2 separate regions of the Arachis hypogaea genome follow, and region 1 is linked to region 2. The links are chromatin contacts, called in public Hi-C maps. All regions are on one chromosome and are shown on one strand. Each heading gives the region's core, a stretch centred on a gene start, on an enhancer-like site or on the middle of the called end of the contact. The rest is flanking DNA. Distances are from core to core; before and after follow the strand shown.

Region 1 (2,700 bases), core at 68-2,567, 260 kb after region 2:
AAATATATCTAACTTTTTTTATTTTTTATTAAAATATAATTTAAACACAAAAAAAATACAGATTTTAAATGAAACGTGTGATGTCCAGTGCTTCTTAGCGGCTCGGGTTTTAACTTGTGGATCATGTCGTAACAAATTAGGTATTCGAAAATGAAAAATTAGCAATGTCATCATCTTTAAATATAGATATAGCAAGTTAAAGACAAATATTTTCAATTTTAAAAATATAAAATTTTTTTATTTAAGTGGTATGTATATCTCAAGATACAGTATAAACTATTTTATACTTTAAAAATTTAGCCAATGTATATTTGTATAGGTTCATAATTAAATTTTTATAAAGAATATATAAAATTTTTAAAATTTTAATATATTTATTAAAATAACTTTTAATAATTATAATTTTGAATATATGCTTTTATCTTTTATGGCATATATTACCTGCATTATGCATTAGCGGTACCTATATTTGGCCCTTTCCATGCCTTCAAAATCATGCAAAGGGAAAGCGCCACGCCTTCCCAGTTCCCACTAGTTCCATTCATCACCGTCGGTGCCTTAACCCTTCACGCATTCCCATCCACCATCTAATCCAACGGTGCTTACGCAAAAGGAACACTAACCCTTAAAATATGACAACACAAAACACTCCAAATCCATGTCCAACAATTCCCTTTATTTAATTTCTTCCCCACTTTCGATCTTGGCTTTTTCCTTTTTTTTTATATAAAAATAAAAGTAGTGATATATTTTAATATTATAATTTTTTGTATTTTTTAAAAGTGTAAAAGATATATAAATAGGAGGATCCGATTTCTATACCTCAAATTTTTTAAAATTTTTTAACAAAAATCCCTCGGTCCGATTTCTATCTCTCACAAATCCTTCGATCCGATTTTACAAATTTTTCGATATGATTTCTGTATTTACACAAATCAAATGGTCCGATTTCTGTATTTTTCACAAATCGGACGATTCGATTTTTATTTATTTAATTAAACAATTTCATATTTAAAAATAACACTCCATCAACCCACATTTTAAAAAAAACACCGTTACTATTCCAATACCAAAAACAAAATCTGTTCAATCTTTCATTAATTAATTTTATATTATTTTTCCCCTTTTTTGAAATCTTCCAGGCATATTTCTCTCTCCTACTCAAGTCTAGTCTCACCAACTGACTTTACAAAGTTGTTTTTTTTTTTTCTCCCCCACAATTAAATTAATTATTCCCCACCTTTGCATTTCTTTTCCCCTTGTTTTGACCATTACTCTCTTATCTCTCTCCTATATAATGTTCTCAACCCCCATCTCTCTCTCCTCATCCTCTGCTTCGTCCTCTTTCTTCCCTTTAACCTACGTTGCTTCTAAGCACTTCTTTCAATTGAAAAAAAAAAAACACTTGAAGTCTTGAATCATATTTGGTTCAATTTCATTCGCAACTCGTCTTCTTTTTCTGTTTCTCTTGGCAAATTAAAATGGACAAAATTAATAGTGTGGTACAAAAGAGGCCTAGAGATGAATTAGAAGGGGAAGTAGATTTTGAAGAGTGCTCAAACACAAAGAGGAACAAACCATACAACCACATACTTACAATTCTTGAGTCCGAGGAAGAGGAATCTACACAAGATCTCTCTCCTTTGATGACAACCCTCCAACAAGAAATCACTTGTACACCTTCCAACAACAACAGCCACCAATCTCAACTAAATGACCAAAATACTCTCCACACGACTAACCCAAATGACCAAAATACCCTCACAAGTATTCATCAGGAGGAGGAGGAAAATGATAAGGAGAGGGTCATGAGACACCTTCTCCAAGCCTCTGATGATGAACTTGGGATTCCAAGTAGCGGTGATGAATATGGGTCAACCCTAGATTTTGGTGAATTTGGATTTAGAACCAATAACAACGGAGAATATGGAGAGGGTGAAAATAATAATGGATTTTCTTCATTATGTGACAATTTGTGGGAGCTTGAAGATGAGGCAGCTAACTACTATACTTTGTTACAATCTGAACTCTTTCTTTGGGAACAATAGGAACTCAAATTTAGAAAAAGGGAGAAAGGAAAAAAAAAATTAAACTAGTGGGCGGTTAATGACATAGAAAATGGTAGCAATTTCTTTCGTTTGTTTTTTCATTTTTTTAAGCTCTCTTTTGTAAAGATTATGGGATGCTTTTTATTATTATTATTATTATTATTATTATTATTATTATTATTATTATTATTATTATTATTATTATTATTATTATTATTATTATTATTATCAGAAATACTACATAATTAATAAATATTATTATGTGTCAATATTTAATCAGTAATAATTTACATTCATATTTATAAAAAATTTACATATAAAAAATATATAATTTATATCTATATTTATTAAAATTTATATATATAAATAAATATAATTTTTATTTATATTTTTAAATTTTTTACACATAAATTAATAAAATGTATTTATTAAAAATAATTTAATAATTATACAAGTTAAATAATAGCAAAATATACTAAAATTTATTAGTCTCTAAAAATTTCTCTATTATTATTATTATTATTATTATTATTATTATTATTATTATTATTATTATTATTATTATTTCCTACCATTAGGTAGTGCCCCCTTAAACTTAGCAGGCCAGAAATCTGAGCGTACTTCTTCCACAGTTCCACAGTAGAAAATCAAT
Region 2 (2,700 bases), core at 59-2,558:
ATAACTATATATATTTGTCTTTATTATATTATATTTGCCCACATAATAAGTTATAGATGATTTTTTTGAAGTTTATGGTTGAAAGAAATTTTATTTTGTTTAATTTAACTTGCAATAATATTTATCTTGTTAAATTTGACTTAATATTAAATTAAAAATAAATAAATTAATTTAATAAAAAATTATTAAGTAGTGATAATATTTTTTTAACTTATTAGTTAATTAGTTAATTAGTTATTAAACTAAAATTTAATTTTTTAAACATAAATAAAATTATTGATATTTTTTTGTCTTCATAAAAAAACATTTGATATAAGAAGGGGCCGGGTATTATCTATCTATTTATAATGAATATACATTAAATAATATTGATGTTAATTTTCATCAAAATAATAGTAATGATAATGATAATGACAGTAGTAATAATACAATTTATATATGTTGTATCACTTGATTTTTTTGATCCAAATGATAAAAATAAAGGTGACAATAATCTCAACGAAACAAATCTATAATAAATTTAGGCAGATTTTGATAATTGATAACAAATTTTAATATTTTATGTTTGATTATTTTTTTTGTTATTTAATTTTTAAATTTGTATTTAGATAAAATTATAATATTGTAATTAATGTAATACTTTTAATTTAAATATAATATTTTAAAATTTATATTAAATTATAATTATATTTTAATATATATATTTATAATTTTATTATAAATTTACTTTTTAATTGAACTGTAACTGAATCAATAAATTAATAAATTAATAATTAAAACGGTTTTATGATTGGTTCAATTTTCAAAATCGTCTTTGCTTTTAACATAAATACCGTATAAATAGTAAAAACTGTAAAAAAAAAATCGAATTATTTATGTGCTCAACTGCTCATGTTATGTGTATTTTTATCAATTTATTCTGCGAAATCAATTAAGGCACTTTCGTACCGAGGACGCCTTTACATTTAGGATTTTTTTTGTGTTGAAGATATTGTTCCGATTAGTTTAGACTTTAGAGCCTTTTGTGTGGCTCCATTTAAAATTTTTTATACTAAAGCATTTTTTGCATTTAGAACCTCCTACTCAGCAAAAAACAATAAAATATGTCAACATGGCGCGAAAACAATGGCATATAAAAAGTAGTTTATAAAAAAAATGAATAATAAATTTTGAAAAGAGTGGTATTTAATTATTTAGACTTTATATATACACGATATAAATATGAGAAAACTATATGTTGTATGTATCCCAACTCAAAATTACACTTTGAGCGGACAAACTTAAATAAACGTGGAATACTCATAACCATTATTTGAGTGGAAGCAAGCTCTCAATTATTATTGCAAATAGAGATATCGTATGATGTTACGTCGGATTCTCACCTTTCTGACTTTGAATTATTTCATGTTTAGATTAAAAAATATGGTCTATACATAATACATATACATATATATTTTATTAACAAGGCATCTCTCGTTGTGTGCTTGACATTTTATAGTTGACAAAATAGTTTATATCGTGAGGATAACTATACTCTATTTAAAAAAGAAAAGTATAAATAGACAATAAAAATATTAAATAATATGAACAATGGATATATTGGATATTTATTGTATTAAGTGTGAAAATAATTATTCTAATATTAAAATTTAGAAGAATAATTTAAAGGTGTAATATATTTTGATTTAATTGATAGTTGTTCATGTTATTTAAAAAAGTTATTGGTTATCTAAGATTATCCATTTAAAAATGATTTGAGATTAGGTTTATCGGAAGAAGTTATCCTCATGCACGCACGCTTGTGACAATCGTCATATTATTAAAACTTCAATTCATATGAAGAGAAGAACATAAATGTTTGCTAGTTCTGTTAATAGCATGTTAGATGGTAGTGGATTTTCACAACTTCAATGGCGGTTACTAATAGAACTAGCTAAGAAATCTTTAGTAAACTATTAATAAAAACACATCTCCAACAACAGTTGTCCTTGTTAGAAACAAGAGAGAATGAAGAGAACATGTATGTTTGGATGCACATTTGGTTTACATCTTTTACTTTTTGTTTTCATTTTTAATATTTTTAATTTTTAAAATTTTGTAAAAAAAATAAAAATAAAAATTGAAAATATAATTTTATTATTTTTATAATATTTTTTAAAAAAATCTAAAAATAAAAGATACTAAAAATAAAACTAAAAAACGAAAACATAACCTTTTGTGTCTCAATTTTATCAATTATATGAAATAAGGTATAAGGCATTTATAGATGATGAATAAATTAATAACAAATGCATTATATTTTATAATTAAGGACTTATCATATTAATAAATAGAATAATCACTACAAAAAATAGTTTAAAATGACATTAATAATATGGGATTTTATAGACCCGTCATAATATTCAAGTATTATAGCATTTTATTTTGTTGCCATAATTATTTTGCGTCAAAATGGCAATTTTTAGTGATTTTTTGGCGGTTTTAAACTGCCATTATGACTGTATATAAAACGCTCAACCCTAATCTAACTCTCCTTATATGTTGAAACGTTGCCATTGTGAGAGAAAGGTTGAACCTCCGCTGTTGCGATCTCTTCTGTCACGTTCTCCTCTGGAGACATTCTCCTCTAACAACGAACTTCTCCAGCGACGTTTCCTCCAGCGGCGATTTTCTCTGGTGATGATCTCCTGCAACGAAGAC

What was found. Hi-C and Micro-C count contacts between places; a contact is called where the count stands out from the background.
Region 1: a Hi-C map of leaf shows a contact between it and region 2, with 1.9 times the contacts expected there. The contact joins the promoter of LOC112801532 here to the enhancer-like site in region 2. A contact is called at or near these places in 2 of 8 Hi-C or Micro-C datasets (both in leaf).

The regions. Positions count from the first base shown.
Region 1 is chr5:44,317,874-44,320,573 of arahy.Tifrunner.gnm2.J5K5, forward strand. It overlaps LOC112801532, which reads left to right and starts at 1,318. Exons shown (of 1, transcript XM_025844321.3): 1 at 1,318-2,222. The coding sequence starts at 1,482. The coding sequence ends at 2,048.
Region 2 is chr5:44,058,018-44,060,717 of arahy.Tifrunner.gnm2.J5K5, forward strand. No RefSeq gene overlaps it. Among protein-coding and RNA genes, the nearest start is that of LOC112804351, 40 kb to the left of the region's middle. Within about 2 kb of position 1,309, at least 1 of the 3 cell types and tissues checked has open chromatin away from gene starts, as enhancers often do.